Linked DNA regions of Mus musculus: region 1 is linked to region 2. A link is a contact called in public Hi-C data. All regions are on one chromosome and are shown on one strand. The core of a region is the stretch at or near the end of the contact, and the rest is flanking DNA. Distances in the headings are between cores, read along the strand shown.

Region 1 (3,142 bases), core at 371-2,870, 280 kb after region 2:
TTAGCCCAGAAACTTAGGATACCCAAGATATAAGATACAATTTGTGAAACTCATGAAACTAAAGAAAAACGAAGACCAAAGTGTGGACACTTTGCCCCTTCTTAGAATTGGGAACAAAACACCCATGGAAGGAGTTACAGAGACAAAGTTTGGAGCTGAGACGAAAGGACGGACCACCTAGAGACTTCCATATCCAGGGATCCATCCCATAATCAGCCTCCAAACACTGACACCATTGCATACACTAGCAAGATTTTGCTGAAAGGACTCTGATATAGCTGTCTCTTGTGAGACTATGCCAGGGCCTAGCAAACACAGAAGTGGATACTCACAGTTAGCTATTGGATGGATCACAGGGCCCCCAATGGAGGAGCTAGAGAAAGTACCCAAGGAGCTGAAGGGATCTGCAATCCATAGGTGGAACAACATTATGAACTAACCAGTACCCCCCGGAGCTCGTGTCTCTAGCTGCATATGAATCAGAAGATGGCCTAGTCGGCCATCACTGGAAAGAGAGGCCCATTGGTCGTGCAAACTTTATATGCCTCAGTATAGGGGAACGCCAGGGCCAAGAAGTGGGAGTGGGTGGGTAGGGGAGGGGGGGGGGGTATGGGGGACTTTTGGGATAGCACTGGAAATGTAAATGAAGAAAATACCTAATTAAAAAAATGCATGCCTGTAACCCAAGTGCTGGGAAGAAAGGGAAACAGGACAATCTCTTGGGCTCACTAGACACCAATGTAGAAAACAACAACAACAAAAATAAAAATAAAAATAAAAAAACCTTAAAAAAAAAACCTTTATAAAACAGTCTAGTAATGATAAAAGCAAAGAATAAAAGGAAAACCAACTAATTGCTCTAACATATCTAAATGTGATAAACGATACAGAAAAGAGAAGGGCACAAAGGAGTGGAAATACTTGAGGAGGAGGACAGAAATAGCCACACAGATAACTGTGGGAAATACATTTTACCAGAAACTAACATAAAAGATACTAAGGTAACAATATGTCTGGCACATATATATCTGGCCTGGAACAAGATGGGTGTAGGGGATGGAGAAAGTGTATAGGCCTATCACTGACTGAACTGAGAAGCCCTCACAGGAGTCAGAAAAGATCCTCCTGCCTGCTAGACTGAGCGGACCATAGGAGACTACGAGCAGAGGAGGTGCTGAGAAGCATCAGAACCTCTGTACCAGCTGCTGCAGCCCAGCTCTTCAATGCTGCAAGTTACAAAGCAAAGGATTCTCTCTGCCCTTTCACTAAGCCTCCAAAGCACAGTTATCAACAGACATATGCCAAAGGCCACATAAGGAAACAGTTTCCTCTTTGGGAGAAACAGACTAGTAGAAGTTTAAAATTTCCAGCTAAGTGAATTTTTAAGAAGAAATTTCACTTGCAAATACTGTTACCTAATAAATATAATACCTAATAAATTCACATTAGGCTTAATTCTTATGGAAATTGTTTTTTCTATTATTTCAGATTGCAAAAAGTTAAAGATTCTAAAAAAAATTCTCAATGATTCCTTAAAATATGAGCATTTTCTGCAAACCACGAACTCGTCCCAATTTAGGAATTTTAACCAATTTCCAGCTTCATACTTCTTGTTAAGATGTATATCAAAGGCATGTGAAATACAAAAGCTTGGTTCTGCTGTCCCCTAGTGGAATCACTTTGCTATCTAAATTAAGACAATATTTTGAGAACTACAAGTACTTTTTATACTCTAGAACAAGAAACAGTTATATAAAACCTCAAGCACAAGGGGTGGGGGTAGGGAGAGAGGGACCTGGGAGGGAAAGTGGATGTGAGGGGGTTGGGGGAATAGTATTGGGTGAGGAAAAAGGACTGAAGCCCTGAGGACCAGCAGAAAGAATTCAAACAGGCAACCTTGGGAGATAAGAGATTGGGGGGTGGGGGGACCCTCCAGAATGCAACAGAGACCTGGAAGGGGGTGAGAGACTCTCAGGACTCAAAGGGAGGGGCCTTAGATGAAATGCCCGACAGTAGGGAGAGGGACCTTATAGAGTCCACATCTGGCAGAAAGACAGGGCATCAAGAGAGGGAGGGGTTGCCATCCCACAGTCAAAACTCTGACCCATAATTGTCCCTATCTGAAAGAACTGCAGGGATGGAAATGGAGAGGAGCCTGAAGAAAAGAAGGTCCAGTGACAAGCCCAAAATGGGATCCAGCTCAAGGGGAGGTCCCAAGGCCTGACACTATTACTGAGGCTATGGAGCACTCACAAAAAGGGACCTAACATGACTGTCCTCCGAAAGACCCAACAAGCACCTGAAAGAGTCAGATGCAGATATTTGCACCCAACCAATGGACAGAAGCTGCTGACCCCTGTGGCTGAATTAGGAAAAAGCTGGAAGAAGCTGAGGAGGGTGACCCTGTAGGAGGACCAGCAGTCTCAATTAACCTGGACCCAAGATCTCTCAGACACTGGACCACCAACCGGCAGCATACACCAGCTGATATGAGGCCCCGCAACACATATACAGCAGAGGACTGCCAGGTCTGGGTTCAATCAAAGAAGATGCACCTAACCCTCAAGAGACTGGAGGCCTCAGGAAGCTTAGAGGTCTGGTGGGGACATCCTCATGGAGATATGGGGGGGGGGGGGGGGGGGGGTCAGAGGGTGGACCGGGAGGGGAATAAAATCTGGAATATAAAATAAATAAATGATTGAATGATTAAATTTAAAAACAAAACAAAACAAAATCTCCTGTCTTCTACCCTAGCCTCCCTTGTCTGGTATGTGCCTTCTTTTTAATTATAAATTTTCTGTATTTCCAACTGTAAATTTTTAATTTAAAATAAAAAAATTCAGGCTTTTTAGTACCAAAACCTGCAAGCCTTAAAGACAATTGTTTTTAAGTGGCAAATGTACTGCAGGATAGATCCCTATAACTATCTTCACTCACTTGTCTCAAAAAGGACTTCATTTGTTAAGTGGATTAAGGAAAACTTTTCTTTGTTATAGATCCAGTGAATTCATTTAAAAAAAAAAAAGTCAAAGAATTCAGTAAAACAGTAAATGCTTGATAGAAATAAACACCTGGACCATCCTTTATTTCTCCTTGGTGAGTCACAAAAAAAAAAATAAATAAATAAGCCAGATCCTCCAAC
Region 2 (3,489 bases), core at 906-3,405:
ATAAGGACACTAATGTCAAAGACTGATTCATTGATGAATTTATGGCTGAATGAGCTACCAGAAAGCGAGGCATAGCTGGAAGAAGTTTGTAGATCACTACATGCATAACTGAAGGGTGCATCTTGTCTCTAGGCACCCCCACCCTTCTCTTTCCCACTTTCTTAGACTGCTGTGCCCTTCTGCTGTGATGTTTCTGGATTGCCATAGACCAGAAAGCAATGGAATCAGCTGACCTGAACTGAAACCAGGAACCTAAATAAACATGCACTTTAAGTTGATTCATTCCGACATTTTGTCCTAGGGATAAGAAGTAAGTTACACAATTATTAAATTTCCTCAAAGATGGGGGAACAAGTCATTCTTTGAAACCTTCTCTTCTTATTCTCCCATACAAGAAATCTCATTTATAATTTGAATTGCATACACTCAAGCAAAGTACAGCGTGAAAGTAAGCCAGGTTTATTGCTGTTAGTATGACTAATGGAACTCCAAAGACCCCTTACAATGAACAAAGGACAAAACATTTTTAGAGGCACGAAGAACTTGGAAATCCATCCTAATGAATAAAATGTCATTTACCATCTTGAATTTTTTTTCTGATCTTTAGAGGTTTCATAATCTTTCCTGGCATTTCAGTAAAGCCAAGGAACCATACTCTTTTTAAAGCTAATTGCCTGGAAAAAAATTCCTCCTCTCTCCAGTGCAGAATAAAAGTGGCTGACTGTCTAGCAATGACAGAGCCCTAAATGTGAGCCACTGCAGACAGGACGGGGACTAAAACCACCACCACGTCTACTCTGATTTTCAGATGGAAGATCTTCTGGCCAAGGTTCTGGAATTTACTGCTATCTCATTTGTGTACGGGTTCCAAGTCGTGTGTACTGATGGTTACCCAATAACAATCTTCTTCAAGTCCCGCAGAGTTGGATTTTCTATGTTGGATGGACTTAGGAAACCACTGTTCTCTGTCTTTGAGGAGATCAAAGAGTAACAGAGAACGAATGAGAGTTGTCTGTCAGTTGGACGCAACCTGGGTCTCCTCTTTGAAAAGTATCGATAATTAAAATGTAAGAAGACATAAACCTAGCCTCAGTTTTCTTGGTCATGGGTACCACCATCTGCCTCCAGGAAAATGGAGGGGAGTGTTGTTTGGTTTGGCTTGGTTTTTAAACTGACTGCATAGTGAATAAAAAGTACCACAAGCTAATAATGTCAAGGAAAAAGCAGTGAATTCAAAGCAAGGGTGAATTGAAAATATATGGGCTATTTAAGCAGAATGCTAAAACCCCATATAAGATCCACAGAGAGCAGGGGCAGGGTAGAGTCAGTCAGAGAGCACACATCCTCGGGATGTGAAACCCATAAGAATTATGGTCCCTGAGCAAAAATTTGTGTTTATTCAAGTATCTCAGCAAGAAGGCCTTTGCTATGGCAAACCCTTCTGCCTATGCATGCTACTGCCCAAACTCACTGTGCCCACTCTATTCATTACTTCAACCAGGAAGCCTGTCATCTTGCCACCATCCCTCCGTTCTCCTCATGCTGTTTTTTTGTTATACAAGGCCCACATTGGTAATGACTATCTATCTGCTTATCTTTCTTCCCCAACACACTGTGAGCTCCTGGAGGACATGGAGTTTGGCCTTATTTATTATGTATGGCAGTGCCTATTACACTTAGCATGGCCACATGGGAGGGAGGGAGGGAGGGAGGGAGGGAGGGAGGTAGGGAGGGAGGGAGGGAGAGGAGGGAGGGGAGGGAAGGACGTTAGTAAATCCTTCAGTGGTCTAGGTGCTCAGCCCTTAGAGAAATGTCTCCACTGAACTTACACAGGGATTTTGCAAGTAGAACATGCAGTAAACATCCCTCCCCTCCGGGTCAAGGGCAGAAAGTCAGCCGAGTGTCAGTCAAGTCTCTCTCCCTCAGCTAGAGAGACAATCCGTGAACAGCTTGCAAGCGCTCCTTGCCTTCAGTGCTGGGGGGATTTGGCTATGGGGCTCTTAACGAGATCAAGCTGAATCGCACAGTTTCATCCTGTCAAAATGCATTGGAAATCTTTCTTGGGTGATTTATCATGGAAATACACACATGGCGGGGGAAGGGGAAGGCAGGGGGATTAGAGGAAGCACAGAAAGCCACTCAGCCTGCAGTGCTCCGCTGGCACCTGGCACCATGCCCATGGTGGCCACTGCTGCTGATGGACAAGCCTAGGCCGACACTAGACAGATGGGCTCCTGTGAGAAGGCCACCTCCCGAAAATAAATAATCAAGGCCACTTCAAGAAAAGTGTGAACACGCAGCAGCCACAGCCAATAAATCCTGAACAAGTAGGTTCCAGTGAGAGGAATGGATTCATTCCAACCACCACCATTACTTCCCAGCCAGATCAGCTATAAGGAGGAGTAGCTCAGATCCACACCCCCACCCTGCAAGTCAATAGCAAACCAGCACTAATTTAAAGTAACAGTGTCCACAGTTACCTGAATCTGCTGCTCCAGAGAGGATTGTATAAAGCCAGAAATTTGAAACTATCACCCTGAACCTTCCCACATCTGTACATATTCCCTGCCTTTCTCCCGGCTGTGGAAGCTAACCTCAGGCTAATCCTTATTGTTATGGTGTATATGCGCCACTGTAGCAATCAGGACTTCTTGTTAAAAAGTAGTATTAACAAATGTGGGCTCAGACACAAAGCAGCTGCCATTTGTCAATGCTGTTTTGTAAAAAGGTGCCAACTCTCACTGCAGGGCCCTTGAGGGCAGAGACATGTTGTTCCAAGACTGAGAGCCTGTTCCTTGCCAGGCAGGATACTGAAAACAAACAAAACAAAGAGTGAGAGGACAGAAGACAAAGGGCTCTGCTTCCGGACCCCTGCAATCTAGTGGGGGACATAAAAAGAGCCAGAGAGGAAAGGCACGAAGAAAAGATCAATGTATATGTGTGTTGTACATGTGTGTTGTACTTTGAAAGCAGCAAGCTTAGTGTGTCCTAGGGCAGAGCATATCTGGCCAAGGAAAGGATTCTGGGAAGATCTGTGTCTCTGGCTGTAGGTCTATGTGCAGATAACCCAAAAGATCTCTCCTTAGAACTATATAGTGTAAATGGTGTGTGTGTGTGTGTGTGTGTGTGTATGGTGTAAATGGTGTGTGCGTGTGTGTGTGTGTGTGTGTATGGTGTAAATGGTGTGTGCGTGTGTGTGTGTGTGTGTGTGTGTGTGTGTGTGTGTGTGAGAGAGAGAGAGAGAGAGAGAGAGAGAGAGAATGAATTTGGGTCCATATAAGCTTTTCCTTTTCTGTTTCTTCTTTGTTCACATTCTCCTTATAAATATAGAGAATTCTTTATGTATTGTCTAAAGAATGTGAATGTTCATTGACAATGGCAAACCACCAAAACCAATAGGGTTCAATTTATCAAGACCTGTGGTATCTGTGTGTGTGTGTGTGTGTGTGTGTGTGTGTGTATTCTCTGTATGTGTGAACATGGAGGAAA

The links. A called contact is a pair of places that touch in the nucleus more often than the background predicts.
Region 1: a contact with region 2 is called in a Hi-C map of cortical neurons, with 2.1 times the contacts expected there. The contact joins two enhancer-like sites. A contact is called at or near these places in 1 of 15 datasets of contacts at CTCF or cohesin (the NIH/3T3 cell line) and 2 of 484 Hi-C or Micro-C datasets (cerebral cortex and cortical neurons).

What each region holds. Positions count from the first base shown.
Region 1 is chr9:53,216,726-53,219,867 of GRCm38.p6, forward strand. The region is part of intron 9 of Ddx10 (DEAD box helicase 10); the gene reads right to left. Among named protein-coding and RNA genes, the nearest start is that of Ddx10, 30 kb to the right of the region's middle. Within about 2 kb of position 1,621, at least 7 of the 459 cell types and tissues checked have an H3K27ac peak or open chromatin away from gene starts, as enhancers often do. A contact at or near this core is called in cortical neurons, where this site is marked.
Region 2 is chr9:52,939,091-52,942,579 of GRCm38.p6, forward strand. No RefSeq gene overlaps it. Among named protein-coding and RNA genes, the nearest start is that of Gm39339, 63 kb to the left of the region's middle. Within about 2 kb of position 2,156, at least 29 of the 459 cell types and tissues checked have an H3K27ac peak or open chromatin away from gene starts, as enhancers often do. A contact at or near this core is called in cortical neurons, where this site is marked.